Linked DNA regions of Mus musculus: region 1 is linked to region 2. A link is a contact called in public Hi-C data. All regions are on one chromosome and are shown on one strand. Each heading gives the region's core, a stretch centred on a gene start, on an enhancer-like site or on the middle of the called end of the contact. The rest is flanking DNA. Distances are from core to core; before and after follow the strand shown. Region 1 has its middle 18 kb from the start of Gm4925. Region 2 overlaps Gnptab (N-acetylglucosamine-1-phosphate transferase, alpha and beta subunits).

Region 1 (7,546 bases), core at 1,897-4,396, 290 kb after region 2:
AAAGGTCACCACCACTCAATCCAGAGCACACCCAGCAGCCAATTAAAGTTGTAAAGCAGCTGGGCGTGGTGGCAAAAACCTGTCTCAAAAACCAAAACTAAAGACAAAAAACAACAACAACAACAACAACAAAAGTTGTCGTTTCTGATCTGCCTCATTCTGACTCTTATAGGCAACCATCACTTACTCTTTTTGTTTCTTTGTATTCATTTTTTTTTTTCTCTTAAGATTGAGGTCTCTCTGTGTAGCCCTGCTGTCCTAGAACTCACTCTCTAGACCAGGCTGGCCTCAAATCCACAGAGATCCTCAATTGCTCTGCCTCTTCAGTGTTGAGATTAAAGGCATTCACCACCACACCTGGCCAGGCTTACTTTTTAAGCCTAACAATATTCATTTAAGTTGGTTCTTTTTCTTTTTCTTTTTTTTGGGGGGGGGGGATTTGGTTTTTTGGTTTTTTTGGGGGGGGGTTAATTGGTTTTTTTTTTTTTTTTTTTTTTTTTTGGTTTTTCGAGACAGGGTTTCTCTGTGTAGTCCTGGCTGTCCTGGAATTCACTCTGTAGACCAGGCTGGCCTCGAACTCAGAAATCCACCTGCCTCTGCCTCCCAAGTGCTGGGGTTAAAGGCATGTGCCACCATGCCCCGCAAGTCGGTTCTTTATTTTATGGTTTTCACTACAGCACCAGGTCTTCCCAAGTGCTGTTGCATCTAAACATCAAGCAGGCCTGACCCCGATTTAGCTTCTGAGACCAGTGGAGATCAGGCGTGTTGAGGGTGGTTTGACTGTAGACTCATCTAAGTGGCTAATGTTGCAGAACTGAAACCTTTGATAGATAAATAGATAGGATAGATTAGTGAGAAACCTTAGCACATAACAGAGATGGGGTGACTATCTCTTTTCTTCTAAATTTAAAGTCAATGAGTACCTAGCAACCTGATCGCCTAGAAAGATTGTTGGAAACCATAAATAGAAGGAGAAACCCACCTCCCAAAAGTTGTCCTCTACCACTGGGGAGTGGTGGCTCATGCCGGTAATCCCAGTACTTGGGAGGCAAAGGCAGGCAGATTTCTGAGTTCAAGGCCAGCCTGGTCTACACAGTGAGTCCAGGACAGCCAGGGCGACACAAAGAAACCCTGTCTCGAAAAACCAAAAAAAAAAAAAAAAAAAAAGTTGTCCTCTGACCTCATATGGGCAGGTGGTACACCCACATAGATGCACATACACACACATTAACATGCATGCACACATGCACAACACAGCACCTGCACATACACAGACACAATGCACTCTAACACACACAATGTAACAATAAAGAAAAAATTGAGATAAAATTTATTTATTTATTTATTTATTTATTTATTTTGAATGTGTGACTTAACCACTCCAACAACAACACCCTCAGAATGAGGGCTTGTCCTTCTTTGACTTCTTTGCTAGGTCACCATCTCAGAGTTAATTCCTGCTAATAATCAAATGAATCCATTCAGGTATATTTTATGAACATGCTCACAGGTAGGTATTTCCTTTACTATAAATGAGAGCCCAATGTCTATACTGTTTTGATTCTTATTCTTTACAATATATTTAAGCAAACACTTTGTATTGGTTCAGGGAGATTTATCTCATTGCAAGCAGCTGCCATAGGGGGGAGACTGAAGAAAAGGTAGCAATGCAGTGACAGTGCTGAGTAGCACCTCTGGATTCATCTTCTGCCAACACCCGAGCAAAGCCCATGTGGATGATCTGTCAGCCTCCAGGCAAGGAGAAGATGCTCGGGCCAGCACTGATGCTACCACATGAGGCTTCAGAACAACACCATAGCTGTTCCATAGAGTGGAGCAATGAGACAAGGTGTCCTAATCTGCTATCACCTCCCACAAAAGCAAGTTGTCTAGCTCTTAATTTTGGCATGGCACACAAACTCTTCAACTTTGAGTAACAAACGAACAACACACAAGACTCAAAACTGTCTTTCTTTGTGGTGGTGCACACCTTTAATTACATACTCAGAAGGCAGGGGCAGGGGCAGGGGCAGGGGCAGGGGCAGGGGCAGGGGCAGGGGCAGGGGCAGGGGCAGGGCCTGGGGCAGGGCCTGGGGCAGGGCCTGGGGCAGGGGCAGGGGCAGGGGCAGGGGCAGGGATAGGGTCTGGGACAGGGCCTGGAGCAGGGGCAGGTTGATGTCTACTTTCAAGGCTAGCCTGGACAAGAGAGATCCAGATTAAAACAAACAAACAAACAAACAAACAAACAATTGTCTTTCTCCAGGAGTGTTTTATTTGGCGGTGTCAGGAGTGGACACCTTACCTACCCTAGGCACGTGGTCTCCTACTGAGCTACAGTCCAGACCCTGGGGACCACATCACATTTTTAAAACACAGTGTTTGAATCTTTTTTTGTCATGGTGGTATAGGCTGTAATCTCAGCACCTGACAGGCATTCACTATCTGGCTATATAGCAAGTTTTAGACCATAGTGAGACTGTCCAATGAGATAGATAGATAGATAGATAGATAGATAGATAGATAGATAGATAGATAGATAGATTGATTAGTCAGGATTCTCTAGAGTCACAGAACTTATGGAATGTCTCTCTATATTGATGGAATCTCATAGTTGTTCAGTCCCATGAGGCTAGTTGTTTCATCTGGTCTTCTGTAGAGGTAGGTCTGGGTGAGGACCCAGGTTCGGTTCCCAGCACCCACATGGTGTTTCACAACCACCTGTAAATCCAATTGCAGGTGCTCGAATGTCTTCTTCTGGCTTCAGGGGTGGTAGAGAGCACATGCATATATACATTATATACATGCAAGCAACACACACACACATAAAATAAAAATGAAGGAACCTTAAAGATAATTCATTCACTTGAACAAACATTAAGCTCATATTTACTTTTAATACAGATTTAACACTTTCACCCCCCATGATTAACAAAATTAAGTAAATAATCAAAGTTCCTTGCTCTCTGCAAAGCAAATCCAACGAAGAAATTCCTGTCCTTACCCTTTGAGAAATGTTTAAGTCACCTGCATCTATCTTCATCAACGTTTCCCCTTTCAGAATATCTAGAAAACTTTTAAGTAATAGGGAAGGAAATACCAAGCTGGCGAAGGAGGGATGTGAAAATGGTCCCCAGGCATGAGAAACGCACTCCTAGTAAGTTAGCAAGTTTCAAGTCCTTTACAAAAAGAAGAACTAGCCTGGCATTGCCAGTTTTGCTTAGTCATGGGTTTTTTTTTTTTTTTTCCAAAAGCTATTTTGTACTTATGCGTTGGCTTTTTTTTTTTTTTTTCTGGCATCGACGTGGGAAAGTCACATGAATGTGAACTTGTGCTCAATTAGCTCCCCCTTTCCTCTTTGACACCTATCCTATCTGGGGCATCAGATGTTATGAAACTAGTAGCAAAGACTTCTAGACTATGCAAAAAAAGAAAAAAAAAAAAAAGCAACCTTTCTTCTCTTGCCTGAAGCACTCAAACTTGACTTTGTGTTTCTTTAGCATGGGTAAAACCACCATGCCAGTACACCTTTAACCCCAGCATTTAGGAGGTAGAGACAGGTGACTCGCTGTGTGTTTCAGGCCAGCCTGGTTTACATAGTGAGTTCCAGAACAGCTAAGACACGAGACAGAGAGAGAGAGAGAGAGAGAGAGAGAGAGAGAGAGAGAGACCCTGCCTCCTAAAAGAAAACAAAACCCACTATATATTAGAGAGGCAGTTAGATGATTCGCCAAGCCCAGTGACCTCCACGTATGTGCTAGAGAGATGGCTCAGCACTTAAGAGCATTTGTTGCTCTGGCAGAAGACCTGGCTGGGTTCGATTATCAGCACCTTCATGATGGTTTAAAATCATCTATAATTCCAGTTCCGGGGGTCCGATGCCGCCTTCTGCTTTCTGTATATGGCCCACCATGTGGTCCACATACATACCCAAGCATGCACACGTAGTTTACTTAATAGAATACCTGCCTGAATAGCATGCATGAAGTCATGGGTTCAGTCCCGAATACTATTTAAAATGGATTTGGTGCTACACACCTGAAGTCCCAGAACCAGGAGAGCAAAGCAGGAGAGTCACAAGTGTAATGCCATCCTTAGCTACATTGCCAGTTCAAGGCTAATTTGGGATACATGAGACTCTCAACCAAATTAAAATAAAACAATATAAAATTTCAATTCATAGAGAGCAACAATTTATCCAAAAGAGCAAATTGGCCCAGGTATGATGGTGCATGCTATGTTGGAATTGGAGACAACAAGATCAGGAGTTCAAGGCCAGCCTGGGCCACGTGAGACCCTGATTAAAAAAAATATATATATATATATATATATATATATATATATATCTCCAGACCGCCAGTCATTGTGGCACACCTCTTTAATCCTAGTCCTTGGGAAGCAGAGACCGTTGAATCTCTTATGAGTTCAAGGGCAGCCTAGTCTATATAGTGCGTTCCATAACAGCCAGGGCTACATAGACCAACCAACCAACAAACAAATAACCAAAGAGAAAGGTAGAGGATGGGGGAAAGAGTCAGCCAATAAAGTACTTTCTGTGCAAGCTCGTACCTAAACATCACACCCTGGTGGCACAAGCATGTGATCTCAGTGCTTTGAAGAGTCACAGAGCGCCTGGAGCTAATGGGATAGCTAGTTTAGCCTAATAGGTGACCTCCAGGTCCCAGTGGTCTTAAAAAACCAAGGCAGATGGCTCCTGAGGAATGACTTTTGAGGTTGGCCTCTGACCTCCATACATATGAACACATCACATGCATGTTCACCCACCCAATCCCTCACACAAGCACCCGTACAACTTACATACATGAACCTAAAGCAAACTACCCAAGCAAGCCTGCAAGCAAGCAAGCAAGCAAAACAAACAAACAACAACAAAAACCAACCAACCAACCAACAAACAAACAAAAATCCCCCAAAACCAGAGACCTGACTATAAAAGCAATAATGAAATCATTCTAGTTTTATGAAGGAAATTGTTTTATCTGTCTAGCACAAGATATAGTAGATATGAATTGGAGATCAATAAAAAAGGAATCTCAGAACTACGCATTTCAAACATTCATTTTCTGTGTGTATTTAAGTTGTGTATTTCATCTGCCCTCCTATAAAGAATCAGAATAAGAATCCTACGAAACTCTGACTCCCTAGACCTGCCATGCTGGTTTCCAGGGAAACTGCACTTCCAGAAGTCGTCTTGGAAAACTAAAATGATGAGAGCAACATGAAGCCAAGCTCACAGTGGTGCCCGCCTTTAATCCCAGCACTAAGGAGGCAGAGGCAGGTCGACCTCTGTGAATTCGAGGCCAGTCTAGTCTCCATAGTGAGCTCGGCAAGACAGCCAGGACGACAGCTAGAGCCATATACTGAGACTCTGTCTTTAAAAAAAAAAATCGTCAAAGGGGGATCCTTGCGTACAATCATGAGATCAACCGGGCTTTTAGAGCTCCACATCCTCTGTGAGGCAAACCAGAGTAACCGTGGAGCAGGGGCTGGAGAGGGGCATAGAAACCAACATCCATTAGAAACCAGTACAGTAGAGCAGGGCCTTAGAGAAATGCTCTGTTTGGAGAAAGCAAATCAATGCAATTGAGTTTCATGGTTATGCAATTATCACTCTGGTTTAAGGAACAAGAGACATTTTCTTTTCCATCTGCAGGTCTGGAGGTATTAACTTTAATTAGAGAACAGAATCTCTCTCTCTCTCTCTCTCTCCCCCTCCCTCTCCCTCTCCCTCTCCCTCTCCCTCTCCCTCTCCAGCCCCTCCTTTCTCCATTTTTTTATTTATTTGAGACTCTGCTGTCTTTCTATGTAACTCTGTCTGTTCTGTTCTAGAATTTACTACAATAGACCAGGCTGGCCTCTTAGAAATCTAGCCACCTGTCTCTCTGAGTGCTGGAATTAAGGTGTGCACCACCATGTCCAGCTAGATTAGAGTTTCTTATGTGAACCTTAAATCCATCTAATATATATGTTTGAAAAATAACTTTGTTGTATTATTCGTCAATCCCAGTATCTTGAATATAGTAGATATTATTATTATTATTATTATTAGTTTTTTTTTCGAGACAGGGTTTCTCTGTGTGGCCCTGACTATCCTGGAACTCACTCTGTAGACCAGGCTGAACTCGAACTCAGAAATCCTCTTGCCTCTGCCTCCCAAGTGCTGGGATTAAAGGCATGTGCCACCACTGCCCTGCCATATTTTTATTTTTTAAAAATTTGATCTAATTTAAAGCTACGATAAGAAAAGTACCTCCGTCTGCTTGGTCCGGGGTGTTTTTAGTTTCAGAAAGCCATCATTCATGGAACTACCTTTCGCTGCTAACTCTGTTACTCGCAGAGACCTCGGGGCTCTGGGTTTGTTGAGAGGTATCCTTACTGTTTAAAAATGTCCTACATTTGGGGCACATGCCAGGCAGTGACCACAATGCAGCTGTTGTGAGAGGTGATTACAGGACAACTTTCCTACTTCCACTGTGTGTGTAAACTTCTTTGCATATTGGACTTTCTAAACCCCAATCAACTCATTTCAGAGTTACAGCCACAGTCGGGTGAGATGCGATCTTTTCCTTGTCAGCTGGAGTGTACAGGGGCTGCCCCTTTGTTTTCCTAAAACCTGGGTTATGATGGTATCAAGTCCCATTTAATTGTAGGCATGGTTGCCAGGGTTGGATTTCAACTTCCTGTTCAAAGACATACGCCAGAGAACAGCAGCGTTTGCAAAGGACCCTGCAGAGATCTGCCTTGGGTTATTAGTTCCGGAGGTTTTGGTCCATGGCACTATTGTTTCATCTTTCTGGTCTTAGCATGAGGTGGGAAGTTCATTAGGATGGGAATTCATCATGATGGAGGGATGTAGAAGCAGGGCTGTTCAAATCACAGCAGGCAGCAAGCAGGGGTGGGTTTTTGTTTTTGATATGGGGCCTCACTAAGTAGCCCAAGATGGCTTTGAAATCATGTCATAGTCCAGGCTGAACTTTAGCCCATGAGCCTCCTGCCTTAGCCTCCGGAGGGCTGTGGTGGATGAGTGTTTACCAGCATATCTATAGCCAATCTCTTTTCCAGAAACTATGTACAGCGAAAGTGCCCATCACCTACCTACCTACCTACCTACCTATCTTTCTCTCTCTCTCTCTCTCTCTCTCTCTCTCTCTCTCTCTCTTTCTTTCCCTTTTTATATATCTACATGAAAATATATTTTAGCTATCTTCAGACACACCAGAAGAGAGCATCAGATCCCATTACAGATGGTTGCGAGTCACCATGTGGTTGTTGGGAATTGAACTAACTCAGGACCTCTGAAACAGCAGTCAGTGCTCTTAACTGCTGAGCCATCTCTCCAGCCCTCCTGATGCTCTTACATGTCTGGCTTTTCCTGGATCTCAGAAGAATAGATGGAACCAGCCTGAGGAACAATAGGAAATCTGACCCCGTGCTGTATGCATTAGGTGGCCTTGGTTCCACAATGTCCCCACCTATAAAATAGAGACAGAGACAGAGACAGGCCTTGGGTTCATCGGGCTACTATATC
Region 2 (6,952 bases), core at 3,851-6,350:
ACCTGGAGACGCTGTTGGTTTTGCTTGGGTACCATGAAAGCTTGCAAGTTCTTTCCACGATACAGAGTACCATTCTGTCCACATCATACCTGCCAGCCCCACTTTTTTGTCTTTGCTTCTTCCCAAAAAAAACTGATAACTAACCTCATCTGTCAGTTGCTTTTGTGTTGCCACTGGTCTTAGGGTTCCTCCCCTCTTCGTTTCCTTCATAGATACCTGAAACAGACACTGAGCTGTTCAGTGTGTAAAGTTCTGTACCTAGCACAAACTGCCAAATCTGAAAATCCTGATTTCACTCCCCTTTAGAAGACAGTACTTTGGTAATATTGTATTTGCTTTTCTTTTTTTCTTTTTCTTTTTTTTTTTTTTTGGGGGGGGCAGGCTTTTTTGAGACAGGGTTTCTCTGTGTAGCTCCGGCTGTCCTTGAACTGAGAAATCTGCCTGCCTCTGCCTCCTGAGTGCTGGGATTAAAGGTGTGTGCCACCACTGGCCCAACTGTATTTGCTTTTCATATGGGTTTAAACTCCTTCCTGTTCCTGGTATTGCTGTTTAGCTGTGCCCTTAATTCTCTGTAGTAAGAATTTCAGTTTCTTTTAAAACACAGAACTATTATAAGAAGTTTTCATTTTAACCCCAGGTGTGGAATGTGGAGCTGCTTCAGATTGTCCACAGCAGCTGGCTATGATTTGCCTCATGCTCTAGCAGGGCTGTGATTTTGCCAGCTGCAGATAGTTCCTGTGATTGTGTGACATTTGGAATTCTGGGGACTCTTCAGAGGGCATATAAATGCTAGAGCTCCAAGGGGCGAGGGAAGGGGGGTTGCTGTTTGATAGTAGTCATGGTCTAAGAAGAAACAAAGAATAGATTCAGGAATCTTTGTCTCCTACCTAGTGTCTAAAGGGTGGAAAAGGATGGAAGACAGAAGAACCCACAAAGTAGCAAAAGGCCAGCTATAATTAACAAATAAGTGAATTACATACTTTGTAGAACATAATGCCACAGAGAAAAAATTGGCACAGTGGTCAGGAACGGGGACAAAGATCCTAATCTGAGTGGTGGTGCAGGCTTCCTGAAGAGGATGAAGAAGTTGGGGGGGGAGCAACAGGACTGACTAGAGAATTATCAGGGAGGTAGAATAGCTATTGCAAAAGCCATTCCCACAGCAGGACCATGGCTGCTGTGTCTGAGGAGCAGGGGGCCGCTGTGTGTTAGAGAAGATGATTGAGAGGAAGCAGGCAGAAGATGGGCGTGGAGAATTGGGGCTAGGGGCGGGCGTGGTAGCCACATGGAAGCCAGAGTTTTAATCCATAGAGGGTTAGTGGGTCTTTGGAGCAATTGCCTTTTTTTGTTTGTTTTGTTTTTTGTTTTGGTTTTTTTTTGTTGTTGTTGTTGTTTTGTTTTTGTCGAGATAGGGTTTCTCTGTATAGTCCTGGCTGTCCTGGAACTCACTCTGTAGACCAGGCTGGCCTCGAACTCAGAAATCCGCCTGCCTCTGCCTCCCAAGTGCTGGGATTAAAGGCGTGCACCACCACGCCTGGCCTCGTTTTCCGTACTAACTAGTTTGCTGTGCGTAGTGACACTATAAACTGAGAAGGGACAAAAAGTACACAATCCAGGCCAGAGTGACTGTGCCCCAGACAGAAGTGCGTGGGAAGATGGGAGTGTTTGCGTATGGCCCGTTTTGAAGGCCAGCCCACCTAGGTTTCTTGGTCAATAGCTCTTGTGGTTGTTTGTAGAACTGGCCTGTGGTGCTCATTTAGAGTGTACCTTTGTAAAAGCTACATTTTGCTACATTTGATGCATTGCTCTAAGCAGCCACAAATTTGGAGAGTTGTTAGTCTGTTATCTAGGATAAGAAATCCCATTGGCCTGTGGTGGTGCACACCTTTAAGTCCCAGCACTGGAGAGGTAGAGGCAGGTGAATCTTTGTGTCTACAGAGGGCATTCCAGGACAGCCAGCGCTACACTGAGAAAACCTGTCGCAAACAAAGAAACAAAACCCTGTCAGCTTTGTCTGCCCATTTCACAGACACTTCCCTTTTCTTTTCAAAACTTTGGTATGGTGTCCTGGAGACAAGAACCACAGCAAAGCTCTCAAGCATTGGCTATGGCTGTGTGATTCATATCCTTCAGTCAGAATGGGTCAGGCCATGCTCTCCCCTGCTGAGTATTCAGCCTGTGTGTCTCTTAGAAACAGGAAGGTGATGTGAGGACGTTCTGTGGACTTTACATGAACGTTATGTTATACATACCAGACCTATTATAATTCTCCAACTTACCAGGGTATCGCCCTCTATATCTGTGGAGACAGAGTTATATGATAAATGTATTTAAAAGTTAGAGTCACCCCTAATGGCCAGTGTTGCTGCTTTTAGGGGTGGGGTTGTTGTTGGCGAGGTGGTGGTCTTTGGAGATCGGATACTGCTGTACAGCCCTGGCTGGTCTGGCGTTCACTGTGTACAAGCTGGTATTGAACTCGTGGCAGTCTTCCTGCATCAGCTTTGTGAGTGTTGAGGCTACAAGAGTGAACACCACCCCCGCCTGTTTTACCACTTCCTTCACTTCAGCGTTCCCAGGGCCTTGTGCACTAAGCAGGTGCTCTCCTCTCTGGTCAGCTACAGCCCCGCCCGGCCCGGCTCTGTTTCTAGGTTATGTTTGAGGCTCTCGTCCAGGGTGGCTGTCCATCTCCCCAGGCTGCAGTTTGTAGGACCTGCCTCATTTGTCCCTCATCCGAATCAGAGCCCCCACCCTGTGATTCCTCTGTCTCCATCCATCCTGGATGTCAGCAGCACCTTTGATGGGTCCCCTGTTCATTCTTTTTCATACTTCTCCTGCAGTTGAGTGCCCACCAGCCCAGCCCTGCTCCACCTGATGAATCTAAGACGTTTATTGTGGAAAAGCCATTTCTTAAAGGAGTGTGGGCTGCTTGCTCTTGTGGAAATACCTCTGCCTGTTCAAGTGCAGCCACTCTTACTTGCTAGTAGTGGCGATCCCAGAGGTCATGCTGTAGTCTGACCATGTTTTCTCTTCTCATGCAGGTTTGCTTAGATCTGAGATTTTCCTATCACCCCCTCATCACTTCTTCCTTGCAGCTTAGCCTGTTTCTACAGAGCACTCCAGGTTTCTGTGGCCTGCATACATCTCTTGGCAATATAGAGTTTAATGTTTACTTGTACCCTGCTTTCCAGTGTGCCTCCTTTGTTGAACGTGATGGCTTTTAGCTTCCTAACTACTTTCTTGAACCCATGTATTATGCTAATTACTAGCTCCCAAGATGTTCTGAATAGCGCTCTACCAGAGAGTCTAGATGAGCATTTATCTATTTATTAAATGTATGCTTCTTGTGTTGTTCATTGTAGTTGAAGACGCCCATGCTGGACCGTTTAAGGGAGGCAGCAAACAGATGGTTTGGAGAGCCTACTTGGTATGTCCTCTGAACTCTAGTTGTTCTTTTGCACTGGGCCAGAATAAAAGTATGAGTGACAGAGACCTCGGGTCTTGCTGTGTAGTCCCAGCTGGCCTTGAACTTGCAGTCTTCCCGCCTCCACCTCAGGCATGCTGGGACTGCAGTCCTGTGCCAGAAGCACACCAGCTTCTCCGCTGTAAGTTTCCCCCAGCTCCGTGATACGGACGGTGAGTGGAATCTTCTCTTTGTTCTAGACAACAGACAAAGAAGCCCCTGGCTTAGTGCTGATGCAAGGCTTGGCGTTCCTGAGTGGATTCCCACCGACCTTCAAGGAGACGAGTCAACTGAAGACAAAGCTGCCAGAAAAGCTTTCCTCTAAAATAAAGCTGGTAAGACAGAAAAGGAGCCACCCGCATGGCACCTCTTATTTCATGCAAGTTTAGCCAACAGTCATAAAGGGCAAAGAGCAACTGCCCCATCTCAGTGTGCTGTCAGAAGTAGATCTGTGCGGAAGAGCCTCCCCCACTGCTTCCAGCAATCCTCCTGCCTCAGCATCTCAAGTGCTGGTATTACAGATTCGCACCTTCAAACTAAGCTCTGAAATTACTATTTTTATAATTTATCACTCACATTTTTCTTACTCTGTGTGTGTTGTGTGTGTTTTTGTGTGTCTCTGTATGTGTGTGTCTGTGATACATGTCTATGTGTGGGTGTGTTGGGGAAAGTCGTAGAAGTAGTTAGAACTCTAACATGCACATCTATGAAAGCTTTCATTCATAAGGGGTTGTAGATATGTATAAAGTTTGAAAATATGAAATTCTGATTAATAGCAAATCCAGCCACCAATGTGTTTAAGATATAAGTGTATTTCTTAGCCATCAGCCCTGACCATTCTTTCTCTAAGGATCAACTTTGGTTGGCTGGTGACCTTTTCCCGAACATTTCTTATTCTCTGAATCATCTGCCTGGGACAGCCGTGTGGGTGTTTTCTTGATGACCTTACGTCACGTTGTTGTAGCACATTAGGGGGTGGAGGGTGGGGGTGAACACAGCCTCTTTTGTCTTAGAGGAGCAGGCGTACAGTCCTTGCCTCTGGAATGGTTGAAATCTGGCTCTCTCATGTTTTTACCATTTAACAAAATTTGTGAGGGGCTGGAGAAGGTGGGGGGTGGCGGAAAGGGAGTAGCGAGTTCTTTCTCAGTTCTTGCATTAGTCATTCCATCCACCCAGAGATCCCTGTAACTTTTTCCTCCTTCCCTGGCTTCGATGGGTTAAGGTGCTTTGTGTTACGGTGAGAAAACCGCTGTGTGAATGATGTCGTTTTTTTCTCGGTTCCCTTCTTCCCCATAGCTAGCTAGCTTTGTCCCTTAGTTTGTTTCCCCTTCCTCCTCTTCCTCCTCCTCTTTTCTTCATCCTCATTTTTGTTTGGGGCGGTCTCACTCTGTAATCCTGACTGGCCGGCAACTTGCTATGTAGACTAGACTGTCCTCAAACTTTGTAACCTTCCTGCCTCTGCTTCTTCTTGGTGCTCCAGGAACTCGCCACTGTGCCCAGCTGTCCCCTGTAGCCTTTCTTCGTCTGACATAGAAACAGTTCCAGAAGTGCAATCAGTTAGCATGCAGTACTTGTATGGACCGGAATAGCACGAAGCCGTATTTGGGTTGTATTTGTGGTTAATCTTCAGTTATCCTAAAATAGATGCCGCATTTCCTCCTTCCCCTGAGGTACTTTCAGTACTGATTTGAGCAGTTGAAACTATAGACAGATTAGCTTTCGTTTCAGTCAAACTTTATTTGGCTTTGGCTGAGTCGCTAACATCAGAATGACCGATAAATTACATCGGTCCTTTCCATTGCCGACTCATCCCCGTTATGTGGGAAGAATGGTGTTCCCGATTCTGTTTCTGTAAGTCCACATTAATCAAAAATTTAAAAGCAATTAGGAATTTATTTTGTCTTAATTGTGTGTGGATATTTTCACATCCTGCTGTGTTGGCCCACTTGTGTGCTGTCAACACCTGACATGCCTGTTGGTGACCAGTGTGTACTGACATAGATAACAGTTCTGAACAGCGGTAGGCTCTGCCAGCTGCTGCTGTGTGGTGTGTGCAGCTGGGTGTAAGGTGTAGCGGTGACTTGAGTTTGGAGAAATGGAGACCCAGTAGGAACCGATGAGGGCGCATTTGAGTTCAGTTTTTCCAGTCTGCGTCTGTTAGGGGAAAGTGCGGGCAACCCTTGCTCCCAAGAGTGTGTGTATATGTGTGTACAGGAGTAGGTGCATGGGGAGGCCAGAGGTTGATGTCAGGTGTCCTCCTTCGTTACTCTCCCCCTGATGAGCCGGAGTCTCTTATGGAATGTTTGGCCTCAGCCTCAGCGGTTGGCCAGGTTGCCTGACCAATGAGCTCTAGGGAATCTGTCTCCCTTTCCCCAACCAAGCGCTGAGCTTACAGGCCTGCTCGGCTCGTACACGGGTTCTGGTGACCAGAACTCAGGTCCCTATACTTTTATGCAGCCACTTCCCAGCCTCCGGCCCTTCCATTCTTCCCCTTCTGGTTCTGTTATACACCTTCTGAGAAGGGTGGTTCCTGTCATCGGTTCCCAGTCTTTCTAGATGGTTTTTATCAAATACCTCCTGCATGCCAGGGAGTATGTGAGAGAGAACAGAGGGAATTAAGACATTTCCTTGGGACATGAACACTTCCACTATAGCAGTGCCCAAGGACGCCTGGGTTTTAGTCAAGGTAGGAGTTAAATGGGCTTTGCACCTTAGCTGGGTCCTCAACAGAGCCACTGTTCCTGGGTTGAGAAGGGAGTGCTCTGAGAATAGCCTGGAAAAAAATGTTGAGGGCTGGGAAGTAGGTAGTGTGTCTGGGGAGTTCCTAAAGGCCACAGGCTTCCTTAGGGATGGCTGGGGAGATGGGCAAGGCAAGGTTGCAAGTTACCCTCTGATTCTCACATGCATGCTCTTGTGTTCATACATCCTCACACACATGCACACACATATGCACCACATGCACACGCATGCACACGCACAGACTCCCACACCACAAAATAAAAAATAAATAAATGACAAAGTTTAATCAGCAATGATTGTATTAAGTTCCTGGAACCCACTGAACTAGAACTTGCCTGATGTGATCATCATTATACTAATGAGACCAATGTCACTCTGTCCTCAGTACGCTTGTGCTCAGTGAAAAACCCTTATCCTGAAGGCAGGGAGGGCTGGGACAGTAAGAAGACGATCTGGTGTGTTTCTGAGGCACACACCTTAGAGTAGGGGCACGTTCAGTCCTGCAAGCTCTTCCTATCCAGGGGCCTCTGGCCAAGGGAGGCCAGTGTGGGACTGGTTCCTGGAGCATCTGAAAGATGCTCAGCTGGTATGTCAACGAGCTGTTAGCGAGAAGGAAGACTCAGGAGGAGGAGATAAACAGTGCAGAGGGGAGTTACAGTGACAGTGTCTGCTCAGTTTAGTGTGACAAGCGAGGCACGTGCCACACATGAGAGGGACGACCACAAGACACCGAGGGTTGGAACCGGAACAGCT

What was found. Hi-C and Micro-C count contacts between places; a contact is called where the count stands out from the background.
Region 1: a contact with region 2 is called in a Hi-C map of bone marrow-derived macrophages, with 21 read pairs. The contact joins two enhancer-like sites. A contact is called at or near these places in 13 of 39 promoter capture datasets (the 3T3-L1 cell line, 3T3-L1-derived adipocytes, the C10 cell line and 9 more), 4 of 15 datasets of contacts at CTCF or cohesin (CD8 T cells, the NIH/3T3 cell line and pro-B cells), 66 of 484 Hi-C or Micro-C datasets (3T3-L1-derived adipocytes, the AML12 cell line, B cells and 45 more), 7 of 115 datasets of contacts at active chromatin or transcription factors (CD8 T cells, astrocytes, bone marrow-derived dendritic cells and 3 more) and 3 of 9 other capture datasets (adipose tissue, liver and pancreatic islet).

The regions. Positions count from the first base shown.
Region 1 is chr10:88,709,340-88,716,885 of GRCm38.p6, forward strand. No RefSeq gene overlaps it. Among named protein-coding and RNA genes, the nearest start is that of Gm4925, 18 kb to the right of the region's middle. Within about 2 kb of position 3,147, at least 23 of the 459 cell types and tissues checked have an H3K27ac peak or open chromatin away from gene starts, as enhancers often do. A contact at or near this core is called in bone marrow-derived dendritic cells, bone marrow-derived macrophages and pre-pro-B cells, where this site is marked.
Region 2 is chr10:88,415,766-88,422,717 of GRCm38.p6, forward strand. It overlaps Gnptab (N-acetylglucosamine-1-phosphate transferase, alpha and beta subunits), which reads left to right. Exons shown (of 21, transcript NM_001004164.3): 6 at 3,360-3,424; 7 at 3,661-3,795. Among named protein-coding and RNA genes, the nearest start is that of Gnptab, 40 kb to the left of the region's middle. Within about 2 kb of position 5,101, at least 107 of the 459 cell types and tissues checked have an H3K27ac peak or open chromatin away from gene starts, as enhancers often do. A contact at or near this core is called in bone marrow-derived dendritic cells, bone marrow-derived macrophages and pre-pro-B cells, where this site is marked.